Linked DNA regions of Sus scrofa: all the other regions are linked to region 1. A link is a contact called in public HiChIP or PLAC-seq and promoter capture Hi-C data. All regions are on one chromosome and are shown on one strand. Each heading gives the region's core, a stretch centred on a gene start, on an enhancer-like site or on the middle of the called end of the contact. The rest is flanking DNA. Distances are from core to core; before and after follow the strand shown. Region 1 holds the start of ZNF503 (zinc finger protein 503). Region 2 overlaps LRMDA (a long non-coding RNA gene). Region 3 overlaps KCNMA1 (potassium calcium-activated channel subfamily M alpha 1).

The links. Promoter capture Hi-C pulls out the DNA fragments that hold promoters and counts their contacts. HiChIP or PLAC-seq counts read pairs in DNA pulled down with a chosen protein or histone mark.
Region 2: a contact with region 1 is called in a promoter capture Hi-C map of fetal skeletal muscle, with 19 times the contacts expected there. The contact joins the enhancer-like site here to the promoter of ZNF503 in region 1. A contact is called at or near these places in 1 of 5 promoter capture datasets (fetal skeletal muscle), 14 of 47 Hi-C or Micro-C datasets (brain, embryonic fibroblasts, epiblast stem cells and 8 more) and 1 of 2 datasets of contacts at active chromatin or transcription factors (skeletal muscle).
Region 3: an H3K27ac HiChIP or PLAC-seq map of skeletal muscle shows a contact between it and region 1. The contact joins the enhancer-like site here to the promoter of ZNF503 in region 1. A contact is called at or near these places in 1 of 5 promoter capture datasets (fetal skeletal muscle), 14 of 47 Hi-C or Micro-C datasets (brain, embryonic fibroblasts, epiblast stem cells and 9 more) and 1 of 2 datasets of contacts at active chromatin or transcription factors (skeletal muscle).

What each region holds. Positions count from the first base shown.
Region 1 is chr14:77,927,038-77,931,166 of Sscrofa11.1, reverse strand. ZNF503 (zinc finger protein 503) reads left to right here and starts at 2,413. Exons shown (of 2, transcript XM_021073148.1): 1 at 2,413-3,488. The coding sequence starts at 3,186. LOC106506044 (a long non-coding RNA gene) reads right to left here and starts at 1,747. Exons shown (of 3, transcript XR_001301017.2): 1 at 975-1,747; 2 at 306-368.
Region 2 is chr14:79,047,080-79,051,330 of Sscrofa11.1, reverse strand. The region is part of intron 5 of LRMDA (a long non-coding RNA gene); the gene reads right to left. Among named protein-coding and RNA genes, the nearest start is that of KCNMA1, 1.1 Mb to the left of the region's middle. Within about 2 kb of position 1,305, at least 8 of the 83 cell types and tissues checked have an H3K27ac peak or open chromatin away from gene starts, as enhancers often do. A contact at or near this core is called in fetal skeletal muscle and skeletal muscle, where this site is marked.
Region 3 is chr14:79,465,865-79,470,329 of Sscrofa11.1, reverse strand. All of the region lies in intron 18 of KCNMA1 (potassium calcium-activated channel subfamily M alpha 1), which reads left to right. Among named protein-coding and RNA genes, the nearest start is that of KCNMA1, 640 kb to the left of the region's middle. Within about 2 kb of position 3,014, at least 3 of the 83 cell types and tissues checked have an H3K27ac peak or open chromatin away from gene starts, as enhancers often do. A contact at or near this core is called in fetal skeletal muscle and skeletal muscle, where this site is marked.

The DNA.
Region 1 (4,129 bases), core at 1,164-3,663:
CCGGCTGCCGCCCCCAGTATTCAGTGCTTGAGCCTCGCCGCGGCGACCCGGGGCCCACAGCTGGGCTTGCGGAGCTGGGAGATCGACAGTTGATCTGGGCCGACAACTCGAAAGCCGCGCACCCAAAGACACGGACATACACTAACAGACCCTCAGGATACATTGGCCTCACAGGGTCTGCCCTGCGGAGACAGTTCAGAACTGTCCCGCTCTCAGAAAGGGCACCTAGGACTCACTCCCCCAAGATTATTCATATAACCTTCACCACCTCGCATGTGGCCTTGCCACGGTCTCAACGGACTCACCTTCCTCCGTTGTCGCACAGGCAGACATTCCAGACCCCCTTGAAGGCAGGTGTGTTGTTACACCTAAACACAGGCACTCATAACTGACAGACTCCCCATATACACACCGCCCCATTCCCCTCTTCTCCAAATTATCTTTAGTCAAGTTACAATCTCATTAAGTTTACCAACCTAAAGGATCAAGGAATAAAACGCCTAAAAAGAATGCCTAGGAGAAAATTCTAAAACTCACCCCCAGAAAGTTCTCGGTATCACTGTTCAGTGGGAGACATAGACAGACAGAGAGGAGGGAGAGGGGAATGAGGTGATGAGAGAGGAGAGGGCGAGCACGCCGAGGGCAAGTCCCACACCCGACTTCCACGCCCAAGGGGCTCAGCGGCGGGTGAGCGCCGGTGGAAACCGGCTCTCCAGGCCCAGCCCCCGCACCCCCCAGCGCGGATACAAACTGGCTCCCGGCTCCCCTGCGCTCCCTGCCCCACCATTTATCAAAAGGACTTGACAACAAAAGAAGAGCCGGGGCGGAAAAGTGGGGGAGGGTAGATTCAAAGTCTTCCAAGTCCTTCCGAGGAAGGGGATGTGTCCTCGCTCTCGACCCCTTCCAGTTTCTGCGAGTTTTTGGAGGTGACCCCCGAACTCGCTCCCAACGCTACCAAAGCCCTGACAACTCACACAGCGGCACAGGCATTCATGCACACTTCTGCACCCAGATCCAGGTACTCAGAGTCGCGCACAGCGCCTCCCCTCTTCCTTCCAAACAGCCCGAGTGACGGTGCAAATCGAGGGGAACGCGGCAGTCCCGCTCCGCTTCCCTGGAAGAGCCAGTGTTCCCACAGGCAGCCACTCCCTCCCTCTCTCGTTCCTTCTTTCTGCTTTCTCTGAGCAGGTCAGTCCCGGCTCGGCGTTCCAATAAATTCTAGCGGGCAGAGGGGAGTAACACCGGCTATCTAGCCTGCGGGGATGGCGCAAGGTGAAGGAAGGGTTGAGGAGGGGGCATGAGTGAGCCTGAAATGTATCTCTCCCAAACACACACGGTCAGGCCTCTTCTTTGTAGCCTCCTAGCCCTAGCCACGATTGTGGAGACGTCAAAGAATTGAGGCTAGGGGTACCCCATCATTGACCTCCAGGACTCAAGGTTATATTGGTGGTGTGGCTCTTAGAAGTCTCCGAGTTTAGGGTCCCGGCACTACGCGGGGTGGGGTCCGCGGCAGGGCAGCCTAAAGACTGAACGCTACACGTCCAGGAGGGACTATCTTGACTGGGGGCTGGGGGTAGGGGTGGAAATCTCCCGTGTTAGACGTCGCCACCGCCCGTCTCGATACCCGGAGCGGCTCCTAACTCCGCGGCCCCAATGGACAGGAAACCCAGAGGTGGAAGGGTGTACCTATCTCCGATATCGAAAGGAACGAGGCGCACACCCCAGGCCAGAGCACCCCTCCCGGCGCCCTGGGCGCACCTGCGCACTTTACTCTCACTATTCATTTTCCCGACACTGAGCGTCTTTCTCCTCTTCCATTCTTTTTCTTAGAGCCCCCAGCTCTCATCCCAGGAGGCTGCTCCTCTTTCCCCCTCTTCCAATTCCCCCTCGGTCTCTTCCTCTCCGTCTCTCTCTCCCTCTTTTTCCCTTCAAGTCGCACCCGCCTTGTAATCAGCAACAAAAGCTGACATAAATCACCGGCGGATTGACAAGAGCTGACAAATAACTGATTGATTGCGGTCGAGGAACATTGACAATTGATGGAGGGGTGGAGATGCCCAAAGAACTGGTGGGGAGGGGGGAGAAGAAGAGAGGGTGGCAGGGGAGAGTAAGAATGGGGGGGGGCGCTGAGTGTGAAACAGAGGAAACATGTGACCCCCGCTCCTGCCCCAATCTGCGCATCCCCGGGCGTCACGTGGCCGGGAAGGGCGGGGAGCCTAGCACACCCAGCGGAGACGTGCCTCCACCGCCTCCTCTTCCCACCTGACTTCTGGTTTCTCCGCCGCCGAATCTCAAGAAATCAAAGCGGGCGGGCAGCCGGACCAACTCCAACGCCTGCTCCCCACCTTTCCTTACCCAGGCGGCCGCACCGCAATTGATTTCAGTTACTGAGGAGGAGGAGAGAATATTTACTGTGTGCGCCCCCTGTGCGTCCCTGGAGTTGACAGTCCGGCTGTGGTCCAGATTCCTGCCGGAGCTCCTTACGAACACCCTCAATCTATTCCTCATACGCACCCTCCTGCAAAAGGTTTCAGTTTATTCTCGAGCTGGGGAAAGGAAGGACGACGAGGAAGAAAAAAGAGGGAGGCGGCAGATAGCAAACGTAGAATAAATGTCCAGCTCGTCCTCCGAGCGAAATCAAGGGAGGGGACACGCAGGGGGAGAGGCGAAGTGGGAGCTGCCCATTAAAACCAGTGCTGAGAGTCCTGGCGGCGGCGGCAGCAGCGGCGCGGGACGCGTCACATCCCCTTGACCCTCCAATCACCTCGGGCTCCCATTTGATTGGAAGGCGGCAAAGGCTTTAATCTCCCCCTCGGTGCAGCTGCTTTTGAAGTGAGTTTCCTCGCCAGAGCCCCGGCTGGACAGGCAGCGGCTCACATCGCAGAGCGCAGCGCCAGCGCCGGGCCGCGAGTGCGCAGCGCAGGGGCACAGCCCGAGGCGGATACGGCGAGCCACCCGGCACTCCCGCAGTCGGGCCGGCTCCTCCCGCTCGGCCACGGCTCCGCTGCGGGCCACCCAGGATTATTCGCTTCTGGCTCCAGGCGCCGAGAAGGCGCGCTGGGCGCCGGTGGCCGCCTCGCCAGCTCCTCCTGCTGCTCCTGCTCCCCGGGCGAGCGCGCAGCCCCGAGCCCGCCCCGCGCCTCGCGGAGCCCTCCCCCCGCTGCTCCCATGCGCGCGGGTGGGTCATGAGCACAGCGCCCTCGCTTTCTGCCCTAAGAAGCAGTAAGCACAGCGGCGGCGGCGGCGGCAGCAGTGCGGACCCTGCCTGGACCAGCGCGCTCTCTGGAAATAGCTCCGGCCCCGGCCCAGGCTCGTCCCCGGCCGGCAGCACCAAGCCTTTTGTGCACGCCGTGCCCCCCTCTGACCCTCTCCGCCAGGCTAACCGCCTGCCTATCAAGGTGCTGAAGATGCTGACCGCACGGACTGGCCACATTTTGCACCCCGAATACCTGCAGCCCTTGCCTTCCACTCCTGTCAGCCCCATAGAGGTAAAGACCCTATCCCCGGATCGCGCTGGGACCACCACCCGGCTGCTGCTCTCGGGATCTGGGGGTTGGAAGGTGGGGGTATCGGAGTGATTCAGCTTCGGGATGGGGGGAGAGGATAGTGCTCCCGCACCTTAAAACTAGGGTGGAAAGGGGGGAGGAGGTAGAACGGGGTGTGAATGCTGAGAGACAAGGCAGCCAAAACTTGTTTCTCCCTTTGGTATTAAAACGCCTTCCACGACTCAGGCCCCCTTACTTTCAGCCCAGAAGACCTACTGGAGTCCAAAATATGGTTGGTTCCAAAGTCGCAGTCCTCCGGTTCCCCAGAAGCTGGTTATTTGTGCACAGCCTCTAAGGCGCCAACTGCCCTAGCCCTTACTCGGAAGAATTAGGGATGGGGTGGGGGAGAGGGCTACAGTTCTAGGTCAAAGAGTCAGAAACCAAAACATTTTGTGCGGTTTGTTTTGTTTTGTTTTGTTTCCAAATCCATTTATCCCTGAGAGGACGGAGAAGATCCTGATGGTGGGGTTGGGGGGGGGGGGGGAAGGGTGCTGTCGCCTTTCTCAAAAGCAAGAATGTGTGTATGTAGAAGGGGTGTCGCCTAGAATTGCGCCTTGGGGCTGGGAGGATCTTTGCAGGTCATT
Region 2 (4,251 bases), core at 56-2,555, 1.1 Mb before region 1:
GATAGTAGGAAAACACAGGTGCTGAAAAGGGGAAACACACCACAACCACAGGTCCAATGGGTGGCAGCAAATGGACTAAAGCCCCAGAAGGGAAGGACCCTATTCTCTGTCCTCAGGGTTGACATTCAAACAAAATGTGACCAGAGCACAGGGTCCTAGGAATAATGTTTTTCCTGCATGATTTCTCCTCCACATTTCAGAGAATGTTCTAGTTCAGCCAATTACTTCTCAAAACAAAGCACAGTCCTCTCTTCTCTCCAAGTTCCCTTATTGGAGTTTCTAAAAATGGAAAATTAAGAGTTTAAAGATGGGCCCTGCCTAAACAAAAGATATAAAACAGCCTTCCCAGAATGTGACTAGTTTCAAAGGCTTTATCATGAATCAATTTTGTTAACTTCCAGAGAGAAGCTTCCAAATCACAGGAGGCATAAAGTATGGATGATTAAAAAAGAGTGGTAGTGTTGACAAAATGCCACACAGAAAGTTATACGAGGCACCACATTAAATGGCCTCTTCTTAGCAGAAGTCCTGAACTGGATTCTCAGGTTGGCATGCTTGTGATTTTCAACTTCAGTTTTATTTTAAGTAGTTTTGTGGCTCCAAACATAGCTTTGCTCTCATTCAAGGAGATTGTAGTAAGACTTAACTGTAAACAACAGCCCTAGAATAAGGTCAAACATTTTCATCAACTCCATATTCCATACTAAATACCCATAAGAAATCACCTGCCAGCATTATTTTGAAAGCTGTGTGTAGGGTTATTAAGAAAAAAAAATCAAGTTTTCCAAGAAAACATGTGTAACTACAATTTGCTTTCTTTGTCACCTTGGATATTTTTCTTCTAATTTTAGAAAAACTAACTTAAAATTCAGCTTCACGGAGTTGTCTTATTGCTAGTAGTATCTGGATCTCTGAAGTGTGCATAACCACAAAAACAAAAACAAAGTCCATAAAATATAAATTCATGATCTGCAAATCTGTCTATAATAATAGCTACCTATATACATGATTTTCCCATTATCTTGATAGTGTGAAACCAACAACCCACTATCTAGTATTCATTTGGGATAAATTAGCACTTGAAACTATGCAGGTTCTTGACATCAGAAGTACTACACAGTGAATACTCTGGATTGTACAGGAGATGTTTTTCCACGATAGAACTTTAGATATTACTCTTAAACAAGGATTAAAAATGACTCAGAAATGACTGTTTTAAAGAGAAGGCAGATGCTCCTTGGTTTGGATGGCTTGGGACAAGCTGGGAACAGCTAGGGTCACAGAATCCCAGCAAGCTGGCAATGGAGAGAGGATGACATCACTCCATGGCCTCAGAATGAACCTTGGACGTGCTCTCATCACCTCTATTTCTGCCATGTTCTTCTGAGCAAGTTCTCTGTGGACCATTCCTCCCCATTGGCCGTGCTTTCTCTTTGGCCCCCAGTCCCCGAGTTCTGCTTTTTAATATTGGTCTGGTGCCTGGAATCTTGAGCTTGGATGAAACCTCCCTGAGACCCTTCCTGGGGCCTAAATATTCGTTTTGGTTGTTGGCACTGAGCTGTTCCCTTCATGGTGTTGAAGTATGTCACACCCCGAGTTGTGCTAATATTGTCACCAATGTGAGGACAGGTCTGTGGGTACAGCTGCTCGGGCTGCATTCCAAGCACAGCATCCCTACAGGCCTGGGTGGGAGTGTCTTCGAAGTTTCTGAAAATCCACAAGGGGCTTCCTTAAACATAAATGATTTTCAATAAACCCTCAAGAAGCTGGAAGGATGAGACCGAGGGCTATTAATTTCTTATTACCAGTACCAGTACAGCATGAATTTTTATAAAAAGAAATGGATAGGACTATCAGACATTATAAAGAACATAGGCTTTCTCTTGAGTAAAAGAAGAAAAGATACACACATACATATACACACACAACATAACCCACGAGCAGGTACATTAGCTCTAAGAAACTTTCCTGCACACTTGGGATTGAATTTCTTTTCTCTGACCTCTCTCCATGCAGACCTTGACCTGAACAGCAGGTGCCCTTCTAGAAACACGCTGTATACTCCTGAACGTGGGCCCTAATGTGGAGGGAGGTGAAGTGTCCTGAGTCACACTCCCCAGCCCTTCTTCCTGGCTGGCACTGATAAAAGTCCTTTGTAAGGCAGGCCCTGTTCCTTGGGGCCAGGAAGCAAGAATGTTTATAGACACCCTGGTGGGAGAGGGCTGTTTGATGAACGCAGGAGACTGTGGCGAAGTGTCAGAGCTTGGAAAATGAGGCAAGGACATGAGGTATTAATATTGTCAATGATCTCTTGACGGGAAAACAGATACCGCACTTGCCCTCAGATTTAAATAGACATCAAGTGCATTAATGACAAGAGGGCCGACTTCAAACAAAGGGGCTGTGTGGTGGGGAGCAGAGCTAGTCTCTGTGCTGGCAATAACCTGATCTGAAAAGACACTGTCAGGGCTCGAGACAGGCCCAGGATTGTGTGCGGTGACAGAAAACAGAGATGCTGACAGAGATACCAGAGCCACATTATGCCAAGGATATTCTAACACTGTCTGTGGCTCTAACGAAAGCTGACATCACTCCCTCTCACTTGGGGTCTTCTTCGCCTGCTCCTGCAGAGTATTTCTCCCACAACATCATGAGAGTTCCCGGCAGCCCTGTTCTGTCAGAGAGCTGGGGTCACGGGGCCTAAGGATAACCTCAGTCCGTCTAAATTTGGAGTCTGCAGGGGGGACCACATTCATCCCTCTGTTATCTCTGCTACTCGAGGTGATCAGAGTACCAATGTGTGAGGAGCTGTCACCTTGAATAAAATCCGGAAAGGGAAGGCACTCCATTTGAGGGCTCCTCAGGAAGGCGCAGGGACAGCCTGGCAGCTAAAAATGAAATCCAGCTGCTGGTGTGCTCCTGGGAAGAAAGGCAGTCTGGCCAGCAATGGTTAAAATCAGCTGAAATTTTTGAACTTGAATCACCTACCATTGCTGAAATTAACCAAGTGGTTGCCGCTGGTGAGACGCCTACCAGAGCTCACAGCTGGAAAGGGATTACCCCCCAAAATGGGACTTCTGTACTTCATCCATGCATACATAAATAAGTAAATAAATAAGTAAATAAATAACCTTAACATGGAAGGGGAAAAAAGCACAGTCTGACATGTGGCCATAAGACTTTTCTCTAACATGAAGGTTCTTAGTAAAATAACAGGATCTGCTCTTAAGTGAAGTGACGTGGTGGCTGTACACTTCTCTCTCTCCTTCCCCCAACATGGTAACTGCCATAAACTGTGAAAATTACAGAGGAAACAGTTTGCTTGCAAAGAACATTGTGGTGGGGAGGGCGCTCCCAGGCTGGAATTCGGGAACCCGCTGGCTGCGACTCGGTAGGCGGTGGTTTCTCTGTACATCTGCAATGTATTCACTTGTTTGTATCTCCTCGAACTCTAAACGTCTTGGGACTGGAGGGGGAACGACACATTTAATGGCATGTGTAGTGTTTTCAATTAAAATATCTGGCTTGGGCCATAATAAGTGAAGCAGCCTTGCTAGGCATCAGGCTGATGTGGAGCTGACTCTGTGGGGGTTTCATTTTGGGGGTGGGGGCTGAAAAATGACAGTGCCCTGTGCCTTGGGGAATCCTAATTTTTCTTATGTAGGCAGCTGTGCCATCACGGTAAACTCTGAAAACTATACTTAAGAAGAAAATGTATTGGGAAGCAGCTTTTAAAAAGAGGTAGTTTATCTTTTAAATGCTTCCCCTAGGGGAATGTGTGTCTTAATTATGCAGGTTAAGTTATGACCTGGGGGCTGCCCGAGGGGGTGGGGATCAGTCTCTTTACTTGGATGCACCCTATGCAGGTGGCAGGTTCACTGCTCAGGAAGACCCTGAATGTCCTGGGGAGGAAGCGTTTGGACACACATGCAGAACACAGCAAATGCCCTCGGAATCCCTGACCTCCAAGATGGCTACCCCCACCATCTCTATACTAAGGTGGGTGGGGAAAGACTTGGATTTAAAGCCAGCTCTGCTCCTACCAGTCAGGTGACCACATGCACATCCCTTCCCTTCCTGGAGCCAGTTTCCCCCTTTGCAAATTGAAGGCAAGGGGCCAGATTTCCCAGAGGTCCACCTTAGTTTTGAAATAGATGATTTAGCATTTCCACATGCTTCCCTGATGAAGATAAGGAGGCCAGGTATAATATTGCCTGATGTAGGAGGCAGATCCAGTGGTCAGAGATTCAA
Region 3 (4,465 bases), core at 1,765-4,264, 1.5 Mb before region 1:
CTGATTTGACTCCTAGCCTGGGAACTTTGATATGCTTCAGGTATGGCCCTAAAAAGCAGGAAAAAAAAAAAGTGCGTTTCTTACAGATGCCATAGTATGTTCCCTTCCTCCTTGAATCTCATTTCTCTCTGGCTCAAATGACACCGTCAAGGTGAACTTGGTCACAGCCACACAGAGAATTTGTTTGTCTGTGATGCCTGGCAAGATATCAGGTTCAAAGACAGAAGCTGGGGAGGGGGTGAAGGGGGGAGCTCTGATGGCACAGTTTGTCTGCATCTCTTTGGTTGATGGTGTTCACTCTAACTGCCAGCCCCCTGGGTTACCCGTCTGCCTAAGGCACAACTCCTATTTTCAGACCACTACTAGGCTCTAAAACCTTGGCCAGAGATCCCATAGAGAAAAGGAAGGAGCCGCTCAGGCTCTAAACTAGGGCCTGCGGTCATGCCTTGGCACTGGCCACCCACACCAATCACAGCAAATTTTGTGTCCCCTGCAAGAGGCCCACGATACCCTGTGTGTGCAGCTGCCATTTGATCTGGGGGAAACCATAATTGGAGGTACTTCTCAGCCCTGCAACTTAATCCAAGTGTTGATGGAGGCCAGGGGAAGGAAACCTGGGGGTGAGGTCATCCCATCTTCTCCGAAACATTCTGGCCATGGGATTGGTGTCCTTCTACCCCTCCGGCATCAGCCCCACCATGGAAAATGTGGAGCTTTGGGCGGTATGTTGAAGGCTTAAGTGGTACTGACAGCTCGGGGGCGGTGTGGGGGGGTGTCTCCTCTGTTTCATCAGTCTCCCCACCTTTGTCACTCCATCAAACAAAAGCAGATTTCATCCATCCCTGTGTGCGTCCGCTCACCTTTGACCATTCGTAATAAGTTAGAAAAATCCATTCCAACGTGAGCCCCTTCGTGGGCCCACGCAAGCCCTTCTCCTCCAATTAAAAAAATGTCTACGTCTATGCAGAATTCCTCAGAGAACTCCAGTGGCGATCCCCGGGCTTCCCTCGCTGGGGGTGGGGTTGGGTGGTGCCTGTTGGGCTGAGCTGGTTGCCTCAAAGAGCCGTGGTGAGAGTGGGCTTTTCATTAAATATGAGCAGATGTGAAACGTAGAGGGTTTGACAATTAGAAATGGCAGGAGAAGGGCCCTTGAATCAAAGTGAGGTCAGATGGGCGGATCAGATTACTTCTCTTACATTCTTTAGTTGTTCTGAAAATCATTTTGAATTAGTGTCAGCAGAGCCATGATGGGTTTTGCCCTTTGTCTTTTATGCTAGGGCTGTATTGTTTCCCAAGACACTCATTAAAGGTCATTATATTATTATGGAGCTTGCTTTGGTCGCAGTTTCCCAGTTGAGCCCGTGTACTTTGGAGACTGCCTAACTCGTTCGCTTTTTGCCTTTCGTCTACTCTTTACTACTTTTTTTTTTTTTTTTTTCTCATAAGGGGAAAGATTTCCGTTTTCAGGGGACGTTAAATGGAAACACAAAGTCCCATTATATGTTTTCTGAAGTGGGAAGAGAAGGAGCCAGTTCCCAGAGGAGTGGCAATATATTAAAAGTGTTCGCACAGTTTTAGAAATCAGCCTTTTTCGTAGCAGGGCCTGCCTGCCCTGTGTACCTCTCCTCGGAGGTGTGGCCTGTTACACGTCCTTGTCACGTTAAGTCACATATGTTTCTCTCAGTTGTCTCCTTCTGTTGAACTCATGGGGATGTAAGGCAACACTGGGTTGACAAAAAGATTTGCAGAGAAGGGGGACTCTTTTACAAAAGACTTAAAAAGCAGTGTCAGATAAATAAGGCAGAGAATGACCAGGTAGGTAGGATTCATCACAGGACTGCTTTTGGCAAGACTGAATCACTTAGCACAGTGGCTAGAATCGGTGTACATAGCCTCCTTTTCTGATCTTGCCAATTTTCTTTCTTTTTTTTTTTTTTTAGGGCCACACCCATGGCACATGGAGGTTCCCAGATCAGGAGTCGAACTGGAGCTGCAGCCCCTGATTTACACCACAGCCACAGAAACTCGGCATCTGAGCTGTGTCTGTGACTTATACCACAGCTCAAGGCAACGCCAGATTTTTAATCCACTGAACGAGGCCAGGGGTTGAACCTGTGTCCTCATGGATGCTGGTCAGATTCGTTTCCTCTGAGTCACAACAGGAACTCCCCAATTTTGTTTCTACTTCTAATGACCCTGAGCAAAAGTACCAGCTCTTTTAAAAGATGCTGAGATGGTGTAGGCCCCAGACTTTTCACAAGCAGCTATGTTCTAGGACCATCAAATATATATATATATATAATTTGTCCAGCAGCATAGGCAAACGCATATACAAAGACTGAGGTTCTAATCTGTTCCACTTCCCTTCCATATAATTTGGTAAATGAGTACCTTTTCTCTGTTCAGAATTTACTTTGGTTGTTTCAGTCTTGACTGGTATCTGATTGCTAAGTCTAATAGAAAGGGACAATTAAAATTATGATGCAGTGACAACGTAGGACCCTATTGATTCGAACCTGCTGAGACCTGCCTGATGTGATGCTGGCCACAAACCGTCAGTAAGCCTGGCATGAACAAATTAATCACGTGCTGGAAGAGAAACAGATCTTTAGACTTGCACTTGGAAATAGTTTTCGCTAAAGGACATGTGTGATCACTCACACCAACCTTTCAATTTACTAATAGTTTAAACCTGCACAATTACATACACCCTTTTGCAAACTACTGTAGCTAATTTTAAGTTGTGCAGGACTTCTATTTCGGGTATAGATATAATACAAGAGGGCATTCAGCTCCAGTGGTTTGGGCGAGGGCGAAGTCCAATATGATTAGGTTGAAGGGAACCATACCAAAATCAGTTCAGTGTGATCTTGAGTCTTGTCAGATAATAAACAAAAATCAGCTTATCCTGGGTAGCCTTTGGTTTGTACAGGCAGGGAATTAACATTGTCAATAGAACTAAAGTCACTCGACTGAACTAATGGCATTTTGAAGTACATAAAATCAGATATGAGGGCAGGGGCTGGAAATAGCTCTAGGAAAGTGTCTATAATCAGACACACCCTCTGCGGACAGTCCCTAGTGCCTGTTGCAGGGAGATTTAATTTCATAAGCTGTCTTTAAAAAGCAACAGCCTATAATTATCTTAGTCCTTTTCTGTATGTATACTTTGGGGGGACTTCCTCAGGCTCCCCAGTCCGAAATCTCATTTGTTGATTTTGTTCAGGATCCTGAAACCAAAGATTCTCTTTCCCTACCACCACCATCAGCGATAGATAAGATAGAGGACAGCCAGAGCAGACTCGGCCCAAACCAACTTCATCATAGTTTCCCATATATATATATATATATATTTTTTTTTTTTTTTTTAAAGCCCCTTCATCTTGGGTCCGCAGTTTCTTCCATTTTCTGGTGCTTTGCTGGTATGGTGTCTCTCTCTCAACATCCGTGATAGCCAACACTGAGCAGCTTTTGGATTCTGCCCGAGTTCTTTAGCCTTGGCCCGTGTGCCCTGACTTAGCCATTCACCCTTCATTGCAGGATGTGAAAGCAGGAAGGCATTTAATCATTCCGTGAGGCGGATGATGGGCCAGGGAGGGCATGTTAAGGCACTTTGGTTGGTAGGAGACAAGGCTGCAGAAGCCAGTGCCCCTCCCTGGATTTTGTGGGGACCACACTGAGCAGGGGTTGATGCCAGGTTTTCCTTCCTGTGTGCTTCTCTGGTGGTCAGCACACTGTAAGGCAGCCATCGTGCTTAGGCAAGATTTCCCTTTGAAAAGCATCTTTTTAATTGCCCCTCTTTAAAGAGCTCCCAACAACCCACATTTTTATTTTGAAAAAATGTTTTTTGGGATCTCATGGTACTCTGCTCCCTGCCCCTCCCCCTCCAGCATAGTCCTGTGAATTCTTTAATATCCGTGCTCTATGAAGAGGTACCACATGTAGATGAATGAGAAGGGGACCAGTAGGCAAACCTCAGCCAAGTTTTCAAAAGAAGGCCTTTTGAAACAGAGCTGGGAAACAAAAAGTAGAAGGTAAGAAAGAGGAAAGGGGGCTTTGTGCAAACCCCCATCGCTTGAACACCTCCCTTCCCAGGGATCTGATACTTTAATAAGTGACTGAGCTCTTCAAGGACAAAGCAGAAAAGACGTTGGCGTGCCACAAGTAAGCTAAGCAGGAGCCCTTATGCAAGGTGACATGGAAATTATGTTTGCATTTTTATTTCAGGACAGTGGCCGGTTGTCATCCTACTCACCCTGACAGCTCCTACCACCGGGCAGTGGACTCTGCCTCTTACCTCCGTGGTGGAGGACAGATGTGGCCAGTTAGCGCTCCATCTCCCCCGCTCCTCTGCTATCTCGGGCGACAGATGCCAGGGCCAGCCCGCCTTTCACTTGAGCCTTCTTGTCAAGGCTGTGCCTTGAGCTCCAATCCTGACCTTTACTGTATGAAATAAAGTACTGAT